Linked DNA regions of Mus musculus: region 2 is linked to region 1. The links are chromatin contacts, called in public HiChIP or PLAC-seq maps. All regions are on one chromosome and are shown on one strand. The core of a region is the stretch at or near the end of the contact, and the rest is flanking DNA. Distances in the headings are between cores, read along the strand shown.

Evidence for each region. HiChIP or PLAC-seq counts read pairs in DNA pulled down with a chosen protein or histone mark.
Region 2: a CTCF HiChIP or PLAC-seq map of the NIH/3T3 cell line shows a contact between it and region 1, with 11 read pairs. The contact joins the promoter of Pgpep1l here to the enhancer-like site in region 1. A contact is called at or near these places in 2 of 39 promoter capture datasets (frontonasal cranial neural crest and pre-B cells), 1 of 15 datasets of contacts at CTCF or cohesin (the NIH/3T3 cell line), 3 of 484 Hi-C or Micro-C datasets (LSK cells, muscle stem cells and myocytes), 3 of 115 datasets of contacts at active chromatin or transcription factors (the SCID.adh cell line, craniofacial prominence and embryonic stem cells) and 3 of 9 other capture datasets (adipose tissue, liver and pancreatic islet).

The regions. Positions count from the first base shown.
Region 1 is chr7:68,149,256-68,154,459 of GRCm38.p6, reverse strand. The region is part of intron 2 of Igf1r (insulin-like growth factor I receptor); the gene reads right to left. It overlaps Gm51487 (a long non-coding RNA gene), which reads left to right. Exons shown (of 2, transcript XR_003946794.1): 1 at 1-3,588; 2 at 4,592-5,204. Among named protein-coding and RNA genes, the nearest start is that of Gm51487, 5.4 kb to the left of the region's middle. Within about 2 kb of position 1,974, at least 30 of the 459 cell types and tissues checked have an H3K27ac peak or open chromatin away from gene starts, as enhancers often do. A contact at or near this core is called in the NIH/3T3 cell line and muscle stem cells, where this site is marked.
Region 2 is chr7:68,261,707-68,266,910 of GRCm38.p6, reverse strand. Pgpep1l (pyroglutamyl-peptidase I-like) reads left to right here and starts at 2,678. Exons shown (of 4, transcript NM_030101.1): 1 at 2,678-2,767. It overlaps Gm16157 (predicted gene 16157), which reads left to right. Exons shown (of 4, transcript NR_040340.1): 4 at 1-572.

The DNA.
Region 1 (5,204 bases), core at 725-3,224:
TAAGGATGTCAAAGGATGGTGGATGCTGAGGTCCAGGCAAGGTGCTGAGAAGGGTCTGTTTGCATCCCAGACTCTGTATTTTTGGCTAACTCTATCCACTAACTTGGGCCATTCTTTGATAGACAGGGCTGTCACAGTGGGCATAATCTGTAGAGGAATTGTCACCTACAGTGTGGACTGTGTCTCCCCTCTGCTCAGCAAGCTACCTGTGCCACTTATGGAAAACCAAGTGCACACACATGAGCTTGAGCTCTGTAGAAATGCCTGACAAATGGATGGCTGAAGCTGCAACACTGAAGCTCTGCTAAGATGGGGAGAGAGAAAAGGAAGGGCAGGAGAGAGTCAATGGAAAAGATGGTGACGAAGGGTGCAGCTCAACCTTAGAGTCCTTTTACCAGCACTATATTGTTCTCACAGACTGTCTTAATTCCCGTGTACTTTTAAATAGTCGAAAACGCGATTTTCAACCTATTTTAAAACCCACATACAAATTTGAAAAACTGCAGGCAGATTTTAACACAGGGGAGAAAACAAACAAAGAGAGCTGGCATGGGGGTCAGGACAGACAGGGCCCTCAAGCTGATGGGGCATGGTCAGCAGGGGAGGGCAGCTTCATGGCTGCTTCAAGGATGGAGAATCTCTGTCTCACAAAAGTCACACACTTTGTCCTCAAGAGTTCTGAAAAAAGGAAAAGAAGCAAGAAGTCCCTGCAGAGGGCCGACTCCCCTGCAGCCGTTCTCAGCAGGCTTGAGCACATAAAGATCACTTGTGACTGCCTGTCACAGATGCTCAAATGGACAGGATGGGGAAAAAAAATACCCTTCACACACTTAAAAATTACTCTAAGTTATTTTAAATCTGGAACTGTTTGTATATTCCTTATAAGTTTATGAAACTCACACGGTCGCTCCATGACTAACTGAAGCGGAATTGAGAGAGTAGTCTCTATTTATAACTTCTCTGCTTGTGCGTGCGTCCAGCCCTATTTCCATTCTCTGGTACTGTACGCAGAGTTATGTGAAGCCGTGTGGGCTCTGAAATGCTACTTACTTCCTAACAAGGCAGGCCTGTGTTCCATAGGGGCAAATCAGTGGGAGACGGGGTGAGGGGTTGCAATGACCAAGTGAAGGCCAGGCTCAGAGGGGAGGTCTCAAGCACCCATCATTGCTCAGGCAGATCTTTTGCTGTTGGTTTTGTTTGTTTGCTTTATTTTATTTATTTATTTTAAAGACAGAGTTGCTTTGTAAACCCTGGCTGTCCTGGGACTTCCTCTGTAGACCAGGCTAGCCTCAAATTCACAGAGATCCATTTGCCTCTCTGCCTACCGAGTGTTTATACCACCTCCACCCGGCTAGACTGCACCTCTCTAAACGGGTGTTTGAGCCTGTTTTGGGACAATCGCACACCTGGTGATGGCTGAGAGATCTGTTCTGATGGTGTGAATTCATCAATACACACATTCCCAGGTCAGTGCCTTAAATCTGTGTGCCCGCTCATGTCACCTCTTCCACTTGATTTTAGTGGAATTGTGTCACCAAAGGGTGCAAGGCTTTAACAGGTCATGCATAAGCCTCTCTCCATACACAAATGTTTATGTGAAGATAACTGAAATGACTGACCAGAGTCACCCATGGGACAACTAGTACTCAGAGCAGAGCACATGAGGCCTAGGATTAAGTTCTGTTACGAAAAGCAAGACGGTTCATGGAGAGAGTAATAAATGTGAAAGATACACGCGCACATAGACTACCCATGGAATTCGGATGGCTACATGTACATGGACACGAATCCCCTATTCACAGCTGCTCCCATCAACTGTAAGAACAGCTGCTCTAAGGCTGCCTAGTCATAGTTTGGAAGAAAAAAATCAAAACCAACTCCTGGAATCTTCTCTAAAACAATGCTCTGGTGACTGTAGTTGTCTCGCTTCATGCTGCTCCAAGAGGAGGAACTCCCCATGAAAAGGAGGAAAAGGCAGTCCACAGTCCACGCTTCCTTTTTGGGAAAGATCAGAAGGGGTAACAGGCACCTCACACCTCAATCCTGTGACTAATTATGAAGGTGGTTTATTTTTACTGCATAGCCTTTTCTTTTCCAGTTTATATCACCTCTTAATGTCTCCAGATTCATTCCTTTCTAGAATCTTAAACTTCATTACAGCCATCTCTTATGTCCATGTATGAAATAAATTACCACTAAAAACATCCCTGAGAAACATGTCTAAGGCAACTCAGTCACTGTATGCACACAGTGAAGTTTACAGGAACTAGGAGGACTGTGACATCATTATAGCCCCGACCTGAACAGGATCACTGATGTGACTGAACCTCCAGGATGCACAGCTGCGTTTAAATCAGTCGCAGTTCTTGAAGAAGCACGCACTTTCTAAACACAGCACGGATATCAACAGCTGGTCAAGTGACCTTCAGCCTGCTCCTCTGAGGCCCCTGCCTCTCTGCTCACCACTTCCTTCATCCTGCTGCTCTGCTCCTGTAACTTGGCTGGAAACATGACTTAGGTATTCCCAGGACCATCCTACTACATACTTTTACTTACCAAGTAGCAATCATTAAAAAAAAAAAAAAAGCTCAGCTAGACCTTTAAATTATCTAGGAGGGTAGAAAAGCATTGTCCCTGATAATTGTACATCCTGAAAAATACTATCACTAGCATAAATACATGGAATATTCATAATCAGCCTATCTCACTGTTAAAAAGTACCTAGAAAAGAGACCATGCAACTGTTGAGATACCATTTCTAGAATCTCTCTCTTTTTCTGAGTGTGCATGTGCGCACACACAGACTTCTGTTGGCTTTCATTGTACTTTGCTTGAATTTTGTGAGCAGAGGGGGTGGAAAAAGGTACCAACTTGGCTAAAACGCATCGCAAGTGTTGATGCCCCATAGTGCCAATAGGAATCCGAGTATTCTGGAAATGATCACTTCTCAGTTTCAACCAGGTTTTTTCGTTTTGTTTTTAAAAATGGTACTGCCCACCGTTAAAAAGTTCACTGAAGGCATTCAAAGTTCGAGATGCCACGCTCTTTTTTAAAACCATTTTTTAAAACGATTAATAGTTGAGCACTTAGGTGGGCAGCGGTGGCATGCACCTACAATTGCAGCACTTGGGAGGCAGAGGCAGGTGGATCTATGTGAGCTTGAGGCCAGCCTAGTCTACAGATCAAGTTCCAGGACAGAGGTACATAGAGAAAAATAAACAAACACAAAAATAAAACCAAAATCAAAACCACCACAACAACAACTACAAAATTGGGTCCAGACTGGGAGCCATCCTAGGCACAGTGGGTAGAACGCACGCCAGCTGACTGAACAGTTCGGATGAAGATGCCAACAGAGAGAGGCCCCTTCTGTTTTTTCCAATTAATTAGGAACTGTATGTCTGTAAATTTTTATTTGGTCTTTGAACTATTATCTCCTGATCTCAGATAATCTGGTTTACTCTAAGGTGCTGTCCAAATCATCAAGTGTTCCTTGATTGCTCAGACCTATCCATTATCACCCTTGGATGTAAGAGACTGAAGCAATGAGAAGCATCCTGGACCTCTGAAGACGAGGGTGAACCCAGGGTATCCTTTCAGACACTGTGTACAGGGCACCTGCATAGTCCTGTGATGTCACCTGACCCCACGGGGCTGGGAGCAGGGAAGGTCATACAGAGGGAGGGAGATACAGGTAGCTTTCTGCTTCCTTCCCGTTTGAACCTTTAGCCCAGGTCTCCCTTCATCACCTCCAGACATGTTCTGGAATACCCTCTAGGCTGGTTTTCTACGGTTCACGGGAATTTTCATTGGAAGCTGAAGGAATTAACAGGTAGATTAACTATCTCTATAAACCTGAACCCCAGTAAGCAGACAGTGCCAGCCCGTAAAGCATAGATGAGTCTGGAACTTGGAATGGTGTTCAAGAATCACTTTATCCGTGGTATAAAAATGGAAGCATTCAGAAATGGGAAAGGGCCAAACTGCACTCCGCCTCCTACAACGGGACCTGTGACCCCACAGAAGTTTGGCAATGTCAAGGACACGCGAAGTTTAGTTGCTACACAAAGGGACTGGTGCCTATACAGCGATGCCTAAGATACAGGACCATATTTTCCAAATCAACTTAAATGTGCAGGTGTGTGTGTGCACATGTAGTGCACGTGGAAGACAAAAGGGCAATGCAGTATGCTTTCCACTATTGCTCTCTGCCTGGTCTTGTGAAGCAGGGGCTCTCACTGAAGCAGGAGCTTACTGACTGGCCAAGCTGGTAACCAGCAGGCCTTTTCTGTTTCCTAAGGCCACTTAGTTTTTACACGGATGCCGGGGATCTGAACTCAGCTTCTCACACTTGCAGAACCATCTCTCCATTCCTCCAAATCAACTTTTAAGCAGAGAAGCCTTAAATGCTGCGAACTCCCAAACTATCAGAGTCTTCCTCTTCTAAGAAAGTATCCCCAGGTTTTCCAAATTCTGGACTCAGTCTGAAAGCGAGGGTCTGAAAAAGCCAGAGTCATCTCTTCCACTCGGGGGTGAGGTGGAGGTGGGGGCAATAAGCACTGTAGCAACTTCCTTGACATTCATGTCAAAGGAGCTGCTGCCTTTCTTCAGACCCCAGAGTTTCCTCATCCAGCAGGAGGAGGCAGGGAGGTCAGGGTGCAGAAGCCGTGGAGCCTGTATCCTAGTCTGCAGCGTATGTCAAGGTGTGCTTTGTCCCGATTTAGAGACAGAGCGAGCGTTGAAGTGAAAAAGGGTTAAGAGGATGGAACAAACAGAACATACTTTGCAGGCAATGACAGTGACCCAGGTAAAGGCAGAAGCTGTGCTCAACTCCCTGTAATGGGAGCCAGACATGCAACTTCTGTTATGCAATGCTTTGTGAAAAGGGGAAGGCTTTTGGTGGTCTCCACTCTCCCACGGGGGCCTCTCTCCCACGGCCTAGGAACGCAGGAGAGAGGAGGAATGGCCACCACAAGTCTGGGCTGCATTCCTCTGTTCTGCTTCTCCATGGGGCCTGGGAGCGAGCACCTTTGCAAGAGAAAACTCCCCAAGAGCTACTGGATTCTGGAGCAAAGGCAACTCAGGAACTATGAACCCAGAGGACGGACATCTTCACTTGGCAGATGGAGAAAGTGAAGTTCAAGCAATCTAAGCGAGGAAGGTTGTAGTGCTCGCTCACTCACTGGAGGGGGGTTGGGGGGAGC
Region 2 (5,204 bases), core at 1,429-3,928, 110 kb before region 1:
ATATTGTCATCTCAGAGGTCCCCAGTGGGAACACATGGCTGCTTTCCGGTTCAGTGAGAGGGTCACACCTTGCCCTCGAGTCGAATATAATTGCAAACATTCCCCTCTGGGGAATATCTTGTAAGGAAGATTGCCTGACTTTCTGTTAAATCAAACCTCTCCCCTCGATGCCTTACAAATTCTCAGGCTTACTGTATTTCATCAGCCTAAAGGCAGGGTTTGACATCAGCAATTGTTCGAGAACATTTGCTTTTACAGTGGAAGAAAGAAATGAAAAGAGCAGATCCCAGACCAGAAAATCCATGCCTCTCTGAGCCGTTTTCTTAGGGAAAGAGGGTGGGCTTTCTGTTGTTTGTTTGTTTGCAGGTCAGGACGAATGCAGTAGTTGATGCATCGTTGTGACTAACAAAAAACATTTTATATCGGTTAGAGACTTTTTAAAAACTTCATTACAAAGTTAGAGAAAAGATTAGGGCAGAAGAAAAATGAATGGGAAAGTCGAAAATCCTCGATGCATGCCAGGAAATAAAAACGACCTGAGTCAAATCCAAATACAAGCAAACGGAACAACCAAATAAAAAATAACACCCTCCCGGCAGGGCAGCACATACCCATGATCCCAGATTGTCTGTGAGAGGTGGAACAGAAGTATCGCAAAAGCCCAAGTGTTCGGGGCTAGCTTGTGCCACACACAACCTGTTCTAAATGATAATAATAATGATAATAATAATAACAGCTGCAAGAGATTATAGCTCCATTGTCAAGAGAGTATAGAGTGGTATTGTTCACAACTGACACAACTGGTAACTGCCCTTAAGGGACTGCTTTCTCTCAGCATAGTAGTAAACATTCGTAAACAGGGTCGCATGATATTGTGGCATTTGTTCATCTTTTTTGAGACAGGGTTTCTCTGTGTAGCCCTGACTACCCTGGAACTTTCTCTGTAGACAAGGGCTGGCCTCGAACTCTCAAAGATCTGCCTGCCTCTGCCTCCTGAGCACTGGTAAGCCTCAGCACCACCAGCCACCACCTTTGCAAACAGGGACATTGCGTCTGTCATCTGCTTTAACTGTGGCAGGGAAGGAGCAAATCCCTCCTAACAGAAATGTGAAAAGGCCACCAAGCAGGGAGGGACAGCTCAGGATAGGGTGTTGGACAAATGTCTACAAATGCCCACAGGAATGTGAGAAACTAGGACCAAGACACCCCCTCTTTCCCACCCCACCTGCAACCAGGTCCAGTACAAAGCCCCTGAGTTCCTCTAGAATCTAGTCGGGTCTCAGCCTGGGGGGCGGGGTGGATGCGTGGGTGGCAGGGAGGGATAGAGCTGGCTTTCTCAAAACAAAAGAAGCCAGGACCCCACCTCCAGGGCCAATTAAAGGGAATGTCTCACGCGGCCAATTAAGTAGTTAACAACTACTGGGGCTCATCAGATCACCCGTGGCTGCTTCCCTGCCTCACCCGGATGGGGAGAGAGAAGTATGTTTTATTTCTCTCTCTCTCTCTCTCTCTCTAAAGATTTATTTATTTATTATTACGTATAAGTACACTATAGCTGTCTTCAGACACTCCAGAAGAGGGCTTCAGATCTCATTACAGATGGTTTTGAGCCACCATGTGGTTGCTGGGATTTGAACTCAGGATCTTTGGAAGAGCAGTCAGTGCTCTTAACCGCTGAGCCATCTCTCCAGCCCCGAGTTTTATTTCTCTCTCTCTCTCTCTCTCTCTCTCTCTCTCTCTCTCTCTCTCTCTCTCTCTCTCTCTCTCTCTCTCATAAGAGAGAGAGAGTTGTTGTTGTTTTATATATATATATATATATATATATATATATCAACAACAAACAAAAAAACAAAAACAAAACTTAAGTATTTTTGAAAAGCCAGCAGGCTGCATCAATAGGTGAACTGTCCCAAAAGTAAGGTTTCCCGTCATTGTTTCTCTGACAGATTTTAAGAGCTCAACTAACTCAGAGAAATGCCAAGACCGTGGGTGACATCGGATGGCATTTTTTTGCCAGGGAACGCAGTAGGAAGCACTTCGCAGACAGGATGAGCCAGTCTGAAGCCAGCAGACATCAGCCAGCTGGTGAGACCCTGTCGCTCCAGGCAGATGCAGCTGGGGACATGCGTGGGAGGCAGTATGCTCCGTCTAAGCGGGCGGGGGTGAGCCCCACTCCGCAGAACAAGAAAACAGAAATTTGACGGTGGACCCACTGGGTCTAGGCAGCAGGTGCTTGCAAGCACCGCCTACAGTCAGCTTCCAGTGAGTGTTTGCTGCGAGTTTGGTTGCTTGTTTAAACGCTTTGCAGAATTCAAGAACAATCATAAGCCAAGTCACACTTTCCAAACACAGGGCAATACTCCAGGCAGCAGGGGGTTCTACCGAGAAAAAAAAAAAAAAAGGAAAAAGGAAAAAAAAATCAAGGTAATCAAGAAGATAGGTGCAAAAAACAGAGAGGGTGACCCGCGCGGTCCTAGCTTGAGCGATTTCAGTGGTGGGTCCTAGTAACCCCACAGTCTTGGGACAGTTGGTTGCTATAGGGTCGAGCACCATGATGTCATGTATCCTACGGAACCAACTAAGCTGAGTCCATATTAGTTCTGGCGGCGCTATGACCCTCGAGTGTCCAAAGGCCGCCAGTTCTGCTCCCGAGGGGCGTGGCCTTTCCACACTCCCCACGTGGTCTTTTCCATCCTGGATCTCGGCTGGACCAGCCTAGCGCAGCCGGGTCTCATGGATTCGCAGTCCCGCTGCGTGGTGGTGACCGGTAAGCCCAAGTTTCCCTGCGTTCCGGGTTTTGGTTTTGGCTGCTTTCTGCTGGGGCCTGGAATGCGCACTTGCTCGACTCTGCTTGTAAACAGCTCTCCCAGGGGAACACGGGTGGCAACTGGTGTTGGTAGGAATTCCAGATGGAAGCTGACTTCCTGCTCAGCCCTATTAAAAAAAAACACAGGCTTTCCTGCCTCTGAGCCCCTTCGCCACAAATAACTTGAGTGCCATGCACGGAGGTGCCCACTTGTGGCTTAGGTTCTCTCAGACCTTGTTTGTCCTTCAGCCCCTTGGGGAGGAGCCCAGGCTACCACCTGCTGTCCCTAAGCCTAGGACCCAGTGGAGACCATCGAATTGCAGATTTAGACAGAATTAACCATCACAGGGCCTCATACCATCCTTTTTAAAGGACCAGGCCTTGATGGAGACTGCAGTCGCCAACCCCCATGGTGCTTTTGCTACTATGGAAACACTGAAATAACCAACACACACACTGGTTGTGGATGCCACTGAACACACACACACACACACACACACACACACACACACACTGGTTGATGCCTCTGAACCCCAAAAGGTCAGCCTGGAAGGAATGGTGGCTGCTCTGTCCTCCATCTCAGCCGCACATCTGAAGTCACCCCAGCCACAGGCACCTGTCATTGTCACAGCTGGTCCCTATGGGCTTACTCTTTCCTCACGATGCTCTTATTTTTAGTCAGACACCAAAGCGCTTTATTTATTTTTAGTTAGACACATTTGGCACATTTCAAGTTTTCCAACTTGTATTCGATAAAGGGAAACAAAGGATTCCTGTCACCTGTCCTAATTGAAAGCTTCTTTGATAAATACTTTCGGACAGTGATTCATACTATCAGCCTTCCAAAAGGAGGAAGGAAAAAAAAAAAAAAGAAAAGAAAAGAGCATTCTTTTGAGACACTCTTATTCCCTTGCACTTCTGATTTGTTTTTTTTTTTTTTTTTTTTATTTCGGGTCCAGAGATGGAATGGCTCAAATTACATTTGACGTCCTCAGGAAACCATACTCTTGGTAAAAGCAGTGCCTGTCTCAAATGAAATATGGGCATGGAAATGTGCTGCCCCCTCTTGGACTCACGTCTTTCCCTACATTTCTCTCATCAGCCAGCAGTTGCTGGGAGTCAGGCGCCATTGGGAAATGCCCACTGGATCCCAGAGTGTGGCCTGCCTTTATTAGTAATGTTTTGAGTTTGCCGGAGGACAGACTCTTCATTTTATTGGAGCCCCTAGTTGTGTAAATCTTGTCTTGACAACTGGTATGTAGACAGATGGTGAAATGCAAGGATTCTAACAAACAGCCTTTAGATTAAGGTGTTGGCTGGGACCAACAGTAAAATGAGAGACCAGGCGAACCTGCAGTCCTCCCCAGGGTTCGATGATTCTACCACATTTTCTGGCTGACTACCCAACTCTATTCCAAGGCAGTCTTGATGGGGAATGAGGCTTAGCCCAGCAAAACAAGACCTTCTAACCTTGCTCCCGGAGTTGTCTTTCCTAATTTAAAACAAACAAGGATGTAGTTTCCTCAAAGCTGAATGTGGTTCTAAAGTGTGTGAAATGTGTGTTGATGGGTTTTTAATGATCCTAGAGGAAGCTGGCTTCTCGGTCTTTCTACTTAATCTCAACATTTTCTAAGCCGTTCTTTAGAGCTGCAGGTTCCCACAGCAGCTGCAAGACTGTGTATCCTATCAGTCAAAGCCAGATGGTAGTCCTGAGATGGTGGGCCATTCTGTTGAAAAGCTTTCTGTCCCCTGAAGTTTTTCTCCCTAGGAACCAATCCTGATGATGGGCCACGACCAATACACTCAGCAGTTGCCAGGCACAGCTGGATCCCCTCTCCAGTGCTGCTACCTACTCTAGAGGCCCTGGGGTCCAGCGACTTGATGTAGCATCCTGATCTTTTACAGACTGGAAAGTGTGGCAACTGAGAAGTATGCGCTGAGAGTCAGGTGAGGGACTCAAACCCTCAGTCATACTCCAGATAAAACTGATCAGGACGATGCTCAACCCTACCTGCAGCCCAAGCTGAGATGAGGCTCCCCTCCTCTCAGTCTGACATGCTAGCCTCCCCCAGGAGGAGGCCACACATTTTTCATTTTAGAAATATAGATCAAGAAGAAATTGTAAAGAAAGAGAACTCCTTGCAAATCTCACTAGGGTTGCCTGATGCTGACATCTTCAATGTCCAATCCAATGTACTAACATCAGTACAATTAAGAAAGAGAGAAGCAGAGAGAGGGGGAGAAGGAAGGGAAGGAGAACGGGATGGAGGGGTTGAGGAATGAGTATGTGTGCACGTGCACACAGACCGCTCTATACAATTTAGACCAGTGCAAGGCTTCCTGGAATTGCCTCCACCTCAAAACGCCTTCCCCTGCTACTCCCACCTTAGCTTCTTCC